Linked DNA regions of Sus scrofa: region 2 is linked to region 1. The links are chromatin contacts, called in public Hi-C maps. All regions are on one chromosome and are shown on one strand. Each heading gives the region's core, a stretch centred on a gene start, on an enhancer-like site or on the middle of the called end of the contact. The rest is flanking DNA. Distances are from core to core; before and after follow the strand shown. Region 1 holds the start of PIM1 (serine/threonine-protein kinase pim-1). Region 2 has its middle 41 kb from the start of FGD2.

Evidence for each region. A called contact is a pair of places that touch in the nucleus more often than the background predicts.
Region 2: a Hi-C map of subcutaneous adipose tissue shows a contact between it and region 1, with 5 times the contacts expected there. The contact joins the enhancer-like site here to the promoter of PIM1 in region 1. A contact is called at or near these places in 5 of 5 promoter capture datasets (fetal liver, fetal skeletal muscle, liver and 1 more), 35 of 47 Hi-C or Micro-C datasets (adipocytes, adipose tissue, alveolar macrophages and 17 more) and 2 of 2 datasets of contacts at active chromatin or transcription factors (alveolar macrophages and skeletal muscle).

What each region holds. Positions count from the first base shown.
Region 1 is chr7:32,782,985-32,790,025 of Sscrofa11.1, forward strand. It overlaps PIM1 (serine/threonine-protein kinase pim-1), which reads left to right and starts at 5,262. Exons shown (of 6, transcript XM_005665927.2): 1 at 5,262-5,756; 2 at 5,866-5,972; 3 at 6,078-6,128; 4 at 6,213-6,579. The coding sequence starts at 5,675.
Region 2 is chr7:32,685,786-32,692,606 of Sscrofa11.1, forward strand. No RefSeq gene overlaps it. Among named protein-coding and RNA genes, the nearest start is that of FGD2, 41 kb to the left of the region's middle. Within about 2 kb of position 4,231, at least 19 of the 83 cell types and tissues checked have an H3K27ac peak or open chromatin away from gene starts, as enhancers often do. A contact at or near this core is called in adipose tissue, alveolar macrophages, retroperitoneal adipose tissue and 1 more, where this site is marked.

The DNA of each region.
Region 1 (7,041 bases), core at 4,012-6,511:
ATATAAAGTGCTTAGAAAAAATACCCAGCACATCTTTTTTCTCTTGTCTTTTTGCCTTTTCTAGGGCCGCTCCTGCGGCAAATGGAGGTTCCCAGGCTAGGGGTCTAATCAGAGCTGTAGCTGCCAGCCTACGCCAGAGCCACAGCAACGTGGGATCCGAGCCGAATCTGCAAACTACACCACAGCTCACGACAACGCCAGATCCTTAACCCACTGAGCAAGGCCAGGGATCGAACCCACGACCTCATGGTTCCTAGTCGGATTCCTTAACCACTGAGCCACGATGGGAACTCCAAAAAAATGCCCAGCACATCTCTGATGCTCGATTTTAGCTGCTATCACAGTGCCTCTTTTCCCACTTTTGCCTGACCCACTGTCAGATCTTCTTAGCCTTTATGTTCAATGAAAGGATGGTTTCTGCCCTCAATAGGTTTATAATCTAGTTGTAGAGACTAAAGAAATACAGAAAAATAAGGCTGTATATACTATTAAATGGCAAATGACATAGACAATAAACAAATGTTTTCATTTATCTTTTTAGTGCCTAGTGAGGTGTTCCATGAAGTCTTTTTGAGCAAAAAAAATTTTTTCCATTTACTTAGATGCATTTTGTGGCTTTCCCAAGTCTTGCATCAGCAATTTTATTCTATATTTTAGAGATGGCAGACAATCTCCTCATCAGCTCCCAAACTTATGAACTCTATCACTGTCTCTGACTCTCTGTCTCTGTTTCTTCTCTCTCTCTTTCAAAATCCCTCTCTCTCTCTCTCTCTCTCTCTCACACACACACACAGCCCCTTTTCTTTATCAGTTAAACATACAGAGTTTTGTGCATGTGCCTGGTCTTTATGATCCAAGGCATACATTTTCCTTTTCTTCTAATGAAGTATTTTATAACAATCTCCAAGCATCTATAGCCTTTATACCTTCTAAGCTACTCCTTTTTGTCTTTACCTATCAGGAACTGTAAAATCTTTGTGTTCAGTGCCTTCAAAAAATATTGATTATTTTCACTCAGATTGTCAGTACTCAATGTGTAAAAAATCCAAAAATAAATCTAGGTTATTTTTATTTCTTAAAAAAAAAAGAATTGTCAATGAATTTAAATATACTTTATTGGATAATAAAAACTCTTTCTTTCTCCAATCTTGCTGAGAAACTGGAAGCTGACTAAAGATTTATAAACTTGAAACAAATGTCACATCTTATCAAGGACAAGAACCAGTTCTAACTTGACTACATAGATTTCCTGACTGTTCTAAAGTTGGGATATTCTGGATTTCCTAGCTGTCCACCACTACCATAATTCATAATTATTACAACTTAAAAAGGAGGCTTCAGCCTTTTTAAATTTAGACTCTTTCATGTCTTACAGTTTGTAGTGGATTTTCACATATATTCTACACATACGAAATGCATGTGAAATTTAGATTTTACTAAATGAGCTTGCAACTGTTGAGGTAATTGGAGATGTTTTAAGATACAGAAAGAAGTGTATTACAACTAATTTTCTCCAAATTCCCCCTTTTTATTTCACTGAATAAGGAGAAAGTAAGATAAACAAAAATGGTAAATTTTTCAAAATTAAACTTTAAATTTAAAAATGAAATAATTCACTAAAAAAATTTAAAAATAAAGATACAATAAATCTTTTTTTAAGAAGAGAAATAACAGGAGTTCCCATCGTGGCTCAGTGGTTAACAAATCCGACTAGGAACCATGAAGTTTCGGGTTCGATCTCTGGCCTCACTCAGCGGGTTAAGGATCCAGCATTGCCATGAGCTGTGGCGTAGGTTGCAGACACGGCTCGGATCTGGCGTTGCTGTGGCTCTGTCATAGGCCGGTGGCTACAGCTCTGATTAGACCCCTAGCCTGGGAAGCTCCATATGCTGTGGGATCGGCCCTAGAAAAGACAAAAAAGACCAAAAAAAAAAGGAGAGAAATAGCAGATTCAGATCCAAAATATTTCCATCCTATTAACTGCGAATAGCTTGTAGGGAAAAGTTATGTAGCCTTAGTTATAGAAGTACATCAATTAGATTCTGGGGTACTTTGAAAAACAATATATAGGCATCCCTTTCAAACTTCTAAACTGTGATTATAGACATCGCTGAAGTCATTCTTTTCACAATGACTGGATTAGATCCATATCAGGTAGAATAGGAAACCACATAGGATTAATTTGGCCACTGCTCAAATTAATATGAACAAATTCTCCCCTTTCCAGAGAACTGTTAGCATACTCATGGCCTTTCTTTTTCCAAAAGCGTTTGTCATTTAATTATTAGTGTAGTGTTTCTGATTGTTTGTTCAAATCTTTGAGATGGCACAGGTTGTGCAAGATTTTCTTTTTACAGCCACAGTTTGATGTATCAAAACATCAAGTTCCTTATCTTGGAAGAGTAACTTTTAATGCAAAACATACCTGAATGTTTAATAATTATCTTTAAAAGCAGTTTTAAGTAAATAAAAGCTCTTTGCCCGGCAAGGTCCATGTTTTGTAATTTCCAGCTGTGAAGTGCCTACCATATAAAGCAGACATATTAAATGTTAATTACTTCAGCTCTTACTAATTAAATATTTAGCCCTACAAAGATCTAGAGAAAGTGAAAATGATTGAACTTGATTTAATGTATATGATTTTGAATCACATTCTCTCCAAACAGGTTAAAATCAAACTAGCTAGCATTTTATCTTTGAAGCCTTCAAGGTGCAAGACCATCCCAAAATTCTTCCTTTTAATCATCATTGTCACAATCACAATCAGCATCATTGACTTCATAACTAATATTTATTAGAATCTCACTCTGTGCTGGTCTGTGTCTTACAACAGCCCTAAAATGTAGGTGCAACTGTTATCTCCATTCAGTGTAAAGCTTAGAAAGGTTAAGTAACTTGACGAACGTCACATAACTAGATTTGAAAGCAAGGTAACTCAGTTTAAAGGTTGTTCCTAACCTTTATATTGTCTGTTCCATTTTAATTTGCTGAAATTTGGTCTAAATTGACTTTTATAATCATGACCTTTTTTGTGGAGACCCATTTTAGTCTTTCCTTTCGTCAACAATCATTGGACAAAGTATTCATTTAAGGACTAGGGAGAGAAGATATAAATAACTGAAAAGTTAATAAAGAGATTTAAAAAAAAAACCTAAAAAACGTGCGGTTGTCAGATAAGTGGAGTAGATGTGTAATTTCATGCTTGGAGTTTGTTGGGCAATCTGGGGTGGAACTAGAATTGTGTTCTCAAGTCGGCAAAGGCTTTAAATAAAAGAGGGGGAATTCTCAGAGCAGGCTGACTGCCTCTCCAAAGGCACAAAGTCTAAAGTGCTGCGTGAGTGGGAACAAGGGAGAATGGTCCAGTATGGCTTGTGAAAGGAAAGGGAAGGTAGAGGGGTTGGAAATGGTGGTCACATAAATTTATACTTGTTATCTTAGTATCAAGGACAGTTTTGGATGCCAATAGAAGAAAAGCTTTGAATACTCTGGAGTTGAATTTGGGTCATTTCATCTCTTCCTCCCTTAGCTGTTGTATGACCCTGTGTCATCCTATTTATGTTTCATTTTCCTGTCTGTAAAAAAGGGAATAATTCTTGTTCCCTTGGGTTTTCTCATAGTCATCAAAAATGAATGAGTTAGGCCACAGTACACAACAAAAGGGAAATATGTAATATCTTATAAGATAAATTCATAAAAGTTGTGAAACAACTGGGTGTCTTTATAAAACAAGCACTGTAGGAAACTTTTAATGAAACATTTAAACTCATTAATGCCAGCAGATACACAGATCCACGGACTTCCTCATTTTTCCTTTAAGTGGCAGGAACTTGAAAACAATTAAAATAGGATGTAGTTAGCTTTCAATTATTTAGGCTCTGACATTTCAATTTATGGATTACATAGAATTCTAATTTACTCATTTCACACGTCGTTATCAACTCTACATGAAGTTTAAAAGGACAAAGGATGAAAGTCAAATTGGTCAGTTTTCCGTGTTATTTCCAAGGGGGGGCAGGGAAAGGAGGGGCATTTCCTTTGAGTCAAGAATCGGGGGCTGCTAATAATTGCTAGTATTGCCTGACTGGTAATAACAGGCTGATGAAAAGGTGAATACAACGCGAAAGCTGATTAAATCAAGCGCGCCCTCCCACCCCGCTTTAGATGAGGAATTCATCTCTCGCTCCCGCCCTCACAGAAGGGCTGAGACAGCATCTGGCATCACAATACTAACATTTGTTTCGTGATTTCCTCTTTACCGGGCACTCTGACACACATCACTGCTTAGGAATCAGGATTCACTGGAACCTTTCTGCATTTTAAAAATAAAATCTGCTAGGGGATTGGGGGCTGGGGAGCTGATCTTTTCACGGGCTGTGACAACCGCGATCGGGACGCCTCCCCCGAGTGAGCGGAGCTCTCCTCATTTTATTCCGGGCCTGTGACACCTCCACTCCCTGCGTGAAGCCGCTGTGACTCACATCTTGCAGATCCTTCGCCCCCCACGCGCCCCCAACACACAAACCCCGGAGGACCCAACTCGAGCCCACAGAGCGTGATCAACCAGCCCAAGCCGACTTGGAGGTCTCACGTCTGAGTCACACAGAAAGACCACCCTCGTCGGCATCCCCCCCGCCACACACACACCACACACACACACACACACACGGTCCCTCACACCCCGGCGCGCCGGCCGCCTGGCCTCCCCGCCTGTCACACCAACGCCCGTCGTCTCTGCGCAACTTGTTATGCTCCAGCTCAAGCCCTTGACCCAAAAACCCCGAGAAACGGAGAGCCGCAGAGCCGGCCTCGGGCGGCCTTTGATGGCTTTGTTATTGTTTGGGTTTGAATCGATACGCCCCTCCCCATCCTTCCTCCGTGGCTGCTAGACACCCAGCTCCCGCCTCCCATCACGCCCCGCGCCCCTCCCCCTCCATTTTGGCGCCTTTTCCTTCCCGCCACGTCGTGGCGGCGTAGAGACCATTCTGACCGCGAGAGCGGGGCGGGGCGGGAGCGGGGCGCGCCGTGTTATGCAGATAGGTCGGCTTCTGGTTGGCTGGAGATGCGCCGGCGGGGGCGGGGCCGGGGTGCGGCGCCGGAGCGCGCGGGGCGGGGGGGAGGGGAGTCGCCCTGTCCCGCCGCTTCCCCACCCCCTCTCCTCCCTCCGCTGGCCTGGCAGCCCGGCTCCCCGCCTAGGCCTCCTGGAGAGGCCCCGCCCCATCCCCGCCCGCCCGCGCGCCCCCCGCCGGCGCGCTCCGCCCCTTTACTCCTGGCGGCTGGGCGAGCCGGGCGTCTGCTGCAGCGGCCGCGGTGGCGGAGGAGGCCCGAGAGGACTTGGCGGCAGCAGCGGCAGCGGCGGTGGCGGGACCGGCAGCAGCAGCAGCTACAAGCTCCCTGTGCCGCGGCGCTGCCGCAAGAGTCCCACGAGCCGCCCACCCCGCCGCCCTCGGCGTTGCCTGACCCCGCCGGCGTGTCCGCCAGTCTCCAGCCCCGGCGGCGCCCCCAGTCGTCCTCCGACTCGCCCTCGGCCTTCCGCGCCAGCCGCTGCCGCAGCCGCAACGCCACCCGCAGCCTCACCCCCAGCCGTAGGCACAGCCACCGGCACAACCCCAGCCCCAGCTCCTGCTGCTGCAGCTCTTCCAGACGCAGTCCCTACGCCGACACCCTGGAGGTTGGGATGCTCTTGTCCAAAATCAACTCGCTTGCCCACCTGCGCGCCGCGCCCTGCAACGACCTGCACGCCACCAAGCTGGCGCCCGGTGAGTGCCCCCCCCCAAATCGTGGATGGAGGGGCGACTGGACTTCCCAGGGTGGGAGCTGGGGGCACCCGGGCCGGCACTGAGTCCTCTGTGACTCCCCCTTTCCTAGGCAAGGATAAGGAGCCCCTGGAGTCGCAGTACCAGGTGGGCCCGCTACTGGGCAGCGGCGGCTTCGGTTCGGTCTACTCAGGCATCCGTGTCGCCGACAACTTGCCGGTGAGTGGGCGCCCCACCACGGGGAGGGCGCTCCGGGCAGGGGGGCGGCAGGGTGTGTTTGGCTCTGGCGAGGGGACCTAACAGACTCTCTGGGGGGCTTTCCAGGTGGCCATCAAGCACGTGGAGAAGGACCGGATTTCCGACTGGGGAGAACTGGTGAGGGAGCGACCCCAAGGATGGGTGGGGTGAGGGGCACCCTCCGACTCCCGCCCTAACGCAGCCCCCTTGCCCCCTCTGCAGCCTAATGGCACCCGAGTGCCCATGGAAGTGGTTCTTCTGAAGAAGGTGAGCTCGGGCTTTTCCGGCGTCATTAGGCTCCTGGACTGGTTCGAGAGGCCCGACAGTTTCGTCCTGATCCTGGAGAGGCCCGAGCCGGTGCAAGACCTCTTCGACTTTATCACGGAAAGGGGGGCCCTGCAGGAGGAGCTGGCCCGCAGCTTCTTCTGGCAGGTGCTGGAGGCCGTTCGCCACTGCCACAACTGCGGGGTGCTCCACCGCGACATCAAGGACGAGAACATCCTCATCGACCTCAACCGCGGCGAGCTCAAGCTCATCGACTTCGGGTCGGGGGCGCTTCTCAAGGACACCGTCTACACGGACTTCGATGGTGAGCCAGGCCTTGGGGGAGCTGCGCGGGAGGGAGCTGCCCAGGTGACTCGGCCTGGCCTGGAGGCCTCCACAGGCTCCCCTCTCCGGCCCTTTGTAAAGGTCATCGGGCCGCCTGGCTCGATGCTAGCAGGGGTGGGGCGAAAGAGAGCTTCCCAGCCTAGGAAAGCCGGCGATTTCAAGCCAGCAGAACCTGTAATGTTTCTGGCATGATTTTATTTTTTGAGTGGAATTCAGTGGGTTCCAACCTTTCCCGATGAATAAGAGGTTGTGGGCAACCGGCCGTAGCCCAGATTTCTGAAGTCTGACCCAGTTTCCTCCCCAGTAAAAGGATAGGAGGGGGAAGGAGGAGGAGAGAGCGGGAGAGATGAAAATTGATGCCGGTTTTGTAATTTTTGTTTTGTCTTACAAGGGACTTAGTTTTCGGTAAGGTAGTTTTAGAGCTGCAGTTTCTCTCCTTTGA
Region 2 (6,821 bases), core at 2,981-5,480, 98 kb before region 1:
CTCTCCAAGTGTTATTGGCTGAATTGTGTCATCCCTCAAATTTATATGTTGAAGTTTTAACCCCCCAGGACCTCAGAATATGACTGTATCTGGAGATTTTTTTTTTTAAATGGCCACACCCACAGCATATGGAAGTTCTCCTGGGCCAGGGACAGAATCTTGCCACACCTGAGACCTACAATGTAGCTTTGGCAATACCTGATCCTTTAGCCCACTTTGCTGGGCCAGGGGTCAAATTGAACCTCTGAAGCAACCCAAACCTCTACAGTTGGATTCTTTTTTTTGTGTGTGTGTGTGTGCTTTTTTTTAGGGCTGCACCTGTGACATATGGAAGTACCCAGGCTAGGGGTTGAATCAGAGCTACAGCTGTTGGCCTACCACAGCCACATTAATGCAGGATCAGAGCTGTGTCTGGGACCGACACCACAGCTCTCAGCAACGCCGGATCCTTAATCCACTGAGCGAGGCCAGGGATGGAACCCGCAACCTCATGGTTCCTAGTTGGATTCTTTAACCACTGAGCCACAACGGGAACTCCAACTTTCTGTTCTTTACGCCTCCCTGGGATGGTACTTGGCTGTGGCAGCCTGAGCAAAATAATACACCAAGCTTCCTAAAGGTATACTTTTATGCAAGATTGAGAAAATGGCCCTGTCCACAGCAAAGAATATTAGCTTCTGGTGGCGGCTTTGAGGTATGGAGTTTTTGGTGATTAGAGGGGCCTAGGGTACCTGGAGCCCCTGGTACCACCTCTGCACCTATGCAGCCCTGGCCTTTCTAGCAGGTGAGGGTAGAGAAGAAATCCCAGCCCCTACCCAGTCTGAGAAGTGTTGGGACTCGGCTCGAGATATGGCTGCCAGCTCCCTGCCAAGACCACAGCCCTACCTGGAGCCTCAGCCTGGCCCAGAGGCCCTGCTGGGTCTCACCAGTCCCCCTCCAGGGACCATTTGGGACCCTCCCAAAGGGGCCTTCCCTGATTCCCAGACAAGCCCTTCCCCCATCTCTCTCTCCCAAGGTTCTGGCTGCTAAGGGTCACCTCTACACAGCCCCTGGAGCAGGGGGCTAGTCTGGAGGTATTCACTGGCTCCACATCTCTGGACTGCTCTTTGTGGGACTTGAAAACCCTGGGCATCTTACTCTCAAAGGCCACATCCCTCAGAGTTCCTGCTGTGGTAGAGCAGGTTAAGGACCCAGTGTGGTAGCTACAGTAGCTCAGGTTCAATCCCCAGCCCCGCACAGTGGGTTTAAGGATCTGGAAATGCCACAGCTATGGCGTAGGTCGCAGCTGCAGCTCAGATTCAATCCTGGCCCAGGAACTTCTCTGTGCCCATAGGTGCAGCCAAAACAAACCCCAATAATGCACAGACCTTATTTGACTCTTGATCTGAATAACGTAAGAGAAATACATTTTTAAAAAAAAGCCACATCCCGCAAATGTATTCAAATGGACCCACCTGCCCCATCACATATAACTGATGTAAACTCTAGGAGCTGAGTTGCAGTTGGCTAGTTAACATTTTGTAGACATTTAACCCTTTCATCAGTCCAATCTATGTTTCTCATTTAGAGCCAGCGACCACCATGGCTGTGGCTCAGGTGTGTTTGAAAAGCTGGCTGTCCTGACCCAGAGAAGCCTCCAAGCACCCAGGGTCCAGTCCCAAGGTGCCAGTCCCCCTCAGTGCCACAGGGCAGAAGGTGTGGCACGTTTCCAAGTGGAGCTGCCTCCTCCTCTTCAAACTTCCTCCTGGCCACCTCCCACCTTCTCTTGCTTCGTAGAATCCAGACCTCCTCTCCATGACAGATGAAAACACTGGGGCCCAGAGAAAGGAAGGTCTTCTTCAGGAACACCATGAGTCTTTTTGGAACTTGAACTTGGACCTCTGCCCTGGGATAAGAATGAGATTTTGAGATTGCTCAGGAGAAATCCTTGAAGCAGAATGTTTCCATCCTTCTCTTACCAAACTCAGGTTTGTTTTTCATCCCAGGTGTGTGGTTTTCTCCCAGCTTTGCTGGCTCTCTCCACTAACCCCCCATTTCCCCCACCCCCGCATCTGCAGCATGTGGAAGTTCCCGGGCCAGGGATCGAACCTGTGCCACTACAATGACAACGCCAGATCCTTAACTCGCTGCACCACAAGGGAATTCCCTGTTGGCTCTTCCTCTTGACAGCAGCTCCCTGAAACCGTGGGGAGGGCTGGGGCTCTGCCCCAGGTGCTGAGTGTCCAGGGTTGCAAATACAAAACAGGATGCCCAGTTAAATTTGAATATGAGACAAACAACACTTTTTTTAAATTTTCTTCAGTACAAGGGCAGCCCAAATGTTGTTGTTGATCTGAAATTTTAATTTCACCGGTGTCCTGTATTTTAATTCACTGAACCTTGCCTACCCTCTCAGTGTCCCCTTCTGTTTGGGTCCAGCCCCTCCGCCCCGCAGCTGAGTTTTCTTGCCACCTCAACAGTGTGAGTCACACAGTTGGGGACCTCTAGGCAAATGTTTTTGAACGGAACAGCATCATGGTTCAGGGGAATCCCCCTACTGTCCCCATAACGCGTGTGTTGGCAAAGCAATGCCTAAAACAGTGCCTGTGGAAGGAAAATAAAAGAGGCTACAGGAGTTTGAAAGGCCTTGGGGAGAGCCCCAGCCCTGCTGTGCCGTGAAGATGCTTTAACTAGATCACTCACTCTTCAGGGCTCAGAGGTTGCTTGGAGAGGCTTGGGGAGATTGGAAATTATACCTTCCCAGCCAGCTCCTTTAAGGGCCTGATCTTTCTTCCCCGTCTTACCAAGAAGAGGTCTACTGGGAAGGACGGGCCCTTGGGATGCGAGAGCTGGGCAGGTGCTAGACTTCAGGGATAATGATTGTATCTTCGTCATGGGATTGCCGTGGGGATTATAGGAGGAAATTAATGTAAAAAGCTGGGCATGGGGCTGGCACACAATAAGTGCTTAACTTCAGTGGTGGCTATTGTTATAATCACATCTGAACTTTTGCTTTACCATCAAGCCAGATCTTAAAAAGGTGGCCTCTCGGAGCTCTGATTGTGGCTCAACAGTCCCGAACCTGACTAATATCCATGAGGATGTGGGTTCAATCCCTAGTTTCTCTCAGTGGGTTAAGGATCTGGCATTGCTGTGAGCTGTGGTGTAGGTCGCAGATGAGTCTCGGATCCCCAGTTGCTGTGGCTCTGGTGTAGGCCAGCACTGTAACTCTGATTGACCCCTAGCCTGGAAACTTCCATATGCTGCAGGTGCGGTCCTAAAAAGAAAAAAAAAAAGGTGTCTCTCAGTTCTTGGGGCTCCCACAGTCTCTCCTCAAGAGGCTTCAGGTCTCCAAGAGTTCCTACTTTGGGAGTTCCCATTGTGGCTCAGTGATTAATGAACCCGACTAGTATCCATGAGGACACAGCTTCGATCCCTGGCCTCGCTCAGTAGGTTAAAGATCCGGCCTTGCTGTGAGCTGTGGTGTAGATCGAAGACGTCAGATCCCGCATTGCTGTGGCTGTGGTGTAGGCCGGCAGCTGCAGCTCCAATTCAACCCCTATCCTGGGAACTTCCATATGCCACATGTGCGGCCCCAAAAAGCAAAAAAAAAAAAAAAAAAAAAGAGTTCCTACTTTGACGAAATGGTATTGGTGGCGTTTGCAGCACGAGGATGAAGGTTCCATCCGTGGCATAGTGGGTTAAGGATTCAGCTTTGCCGTAGGTCACAACTGCGTCTCAGATCTGATCCCTGGCCCCCCAGGAACTCCATATGCCGTGAAGCAGCAAAAAAAGAAAGAAAGAAAAAAAAACTTCGGGTCTCCAAAGCGAGCCTATCCCCGGGCCCAGCTTGGGCGTGAAGCTGGTGTCACCTGTCAGTTCTTCGTTTGGGTTAGTTTTCAGTCACCCAGCAGAGCCCCAAAGAAGCAGGACTCAGAAGAGGTTGTCGTTGAACCCTGAGGAAATCAGTTTCCACCTGAGATGTCCCTGAGGGAGGGGAGGAGGGGAGGCTGCCTTTGGCGCTTGTTCCTGCGAGGGGGGGGGAGCGGGGGGCGTTACCCTGGAGGAGGAAGAAAGGAGGGGGCGTGGGAAAGGCCCTGCAAAACGTGCGTCTCATTTCCTCTTCTGGAATGTCCACCCCGGGGCCCCAACAAATGAGCTTCGACTGGAAGTGAGGCGGGAAAGCCCCTGACCTGGAACGTCTCTCCCTTCAACACCTGCGGCTGCCCAGGGCCTGGGCTGGACGCTCTGGCTTCTTAGAAAGAAACTGAAAGGCCGTAGGAGAGACTCCACCACTTCCCCTTCCTCAGTAAGAGGAACTTGGAGTTGCCCTGACAGGAAAGTCTTGGTGGGGCTTCTCGGAAGCTACCGTGCTGTTCTACTGAGGAAAACCGCAGGCGGGGGACAGGGCGCGCGGGGAGGGGTGGGGGCAGGGCTAGTGGGGACCCGGCCATTGACAAAGTCACAGCCAAGCTGCCTTGGGAAGCTGCCAAGGTTTTCTCCTCAGCCCCACCTGCCACCACCTCTTTGGGGAGTCCTGGTGCGTCTCCCTTCCCCCTCAGTCTTGGGGTTCCCTCCAGGTCAGCCCCCACTGCCCTAACCAGACACAGCTGTGTTGGTGCTCCAGGTTCCCTCCTGTGCTCACCGCCCCCCAAAACTCACCCATCCAGGGCCCGTCTCCACAGAGAAGTCCTGACCCTCTGGTAGGGGAACCGGGGGATCTGGTAGGCACAGGGAGCTAGGTTTTGGAATAGGTCACATCCTCTGAGCTGACTCGGGGGGGCCAGTGAGTTGAAAAAAGGGCTAGGAGTTCCCGTTGTGGCAGCAGGTTAAGAATCCCACTAGTATCCATGAGGATGCGGGCTCGATCCCTGGCCTCCCTCAGTGGGTTAAGGATCCAGCATTGCCACAGTTGAGGTGTTGCTCAGTGGGTTAAGGATCTGGTGTCACTGTGGCTGTGGGGAAGGCCGGCAGCTGCAGCTCTGATTTGACCCCTAACCCAGGAACCTCCATGTGCTGCAGCTGTGGCCCTAAAAAAAAAAAAAGGTAAAAGGGCATCTACAGGGGACACAGGGATTCCTGCCTTAATAATGGCTGCAGTTTGCTTCATTCTTTTCTAGACACAACGTAGGCTGCTCTTGGGGGACTGGGGGTGTGGGCAGAGTGGGGTGGGGGTGTCTCTCCCCTTCCCAGACACATCCAAGGGTAACTGCTGCAGCCAGAGGAGACAGTCCACAGGGACAAATCACATGCAAGGCCCAACCCCAAAAGGGGCTAAGAGACCCTCAGGGCCTCAGCTATAGAACAAATGTGTCAGTCAGGAATGGCCCCAGAACCAGGCCATGGCCTTCCCTGGCTGAAGTTTCCATGGCCCCCCACTGCCTGTGGAGAGTCCAGACTCTGAGGCTTGGGTGTAAAACCCTTGCTAGGGGTCCCAGCTCCTCCTCTGGGCTTTGCTCTGATGAGCTCCTGCGTCCTTTACCCAGCATCTCCTGCTCCTGTGCTAAGACCTAGCTGGGCATGTATTTCCTGGAGCTGTTGTCCTTGCCTCCAACCCAGCCTATAGGCTGGGATAAGAGGCTGCCTCTTTGACCTCACCGGGCACATCCCACCTGGGACCCTTATCCACATCGCTTAGTGATTGCCTAGTTTCTCTCGCTCTCTTTTTTTTTTTGTTTTTGATCATGCCCATGACATGCAGAAGTTCCCAGGCTAGGTATCAAATGCCACAGGGAGTTTCCATTGTGGCTCAGGGGGTTAAGAATCTGATTAGTATCCATGAAGATGCAGGTTCAATCCCTGTCCTCACTCAGTGGGTTAAGGTATCTGGCATTGTCACCAGCTGCAATGTAGGTCACGGATGCAGTTTGGATCCAGTGTTACTGTGCTAGGCTGGCAGCTGCAGCTTCAATTCAACCCCTAGCCTGGGAACTTCCATATATTGCAGGTGTGGCTCTAAAAAGAAAAAAAACCTGGGCCACAGCAGTGACCATGCCAGATCCTTAACCACTAGGCCACCAGGGAACTCCAATTGCCTCTTTATCATCACCCAGCCAGGGAGAGCTGCTGTGGGCTTGGCATATCTCAATGAACATTTGGTGAGGGAAGAGATGAATAAATGAGTGAATTTACTGCTTTCTGCCAGGCCGCATGGCTGAGAGCCCCACATGCCCACAGGCCCAGACATCCACGTGTGAACTGGTCCGCCCACGTGCAGTGGGAGGAGACACGTGCATGCTTGTCACCGTGTCCCTGAGTGTTCGTGTGAGTCCCTGTGTTAATCAGCCAGCATCACTGATGATGTCCTTCTGGCCAGCAGGTGGCACTGTGCCCCTCCACTGAGGTTTGTCCATCCAGATTGCCACTGGCTGTCATCACTGGAGGGGCCTCAGCAGGCACACAGAGCTGCCTCCCTCATCCCACAGGGGACCTGGGCTGCCTGGATCTCATGAGGGATCAGTCTGGTCTTCCGGCTGAGCAGCCAAGGGTCTGATGCCACAGTGTGCAAACTCTGGTCCAACCCATGTCTGTGGCATTCTGTATGCCCAGGGCCAAGCGGGACCCTGTAGGAGAGCCTGAAGTCTAGGCAGCTGGAAACAGGAAAGCACAAAGGCTAAAATAAAAGTATGGGCTCAGAGTCCAGCTCTACCTCTGACTGGCTGTGTGAACTTTGCAAGTCCCTTGACCTCTCTGAGCTTGTTTTTTTTTTGTTTTTGTTTTTGTTTTGTTAAGTAATAATCATGGCAATGTATAAAATGAAATAATTGATGTAAAACAAGGACCACTGGAATTCCCGGGTGGCTCAGCAGGTTAAGGATTCAGCATTGTCACTACTGTGGCTC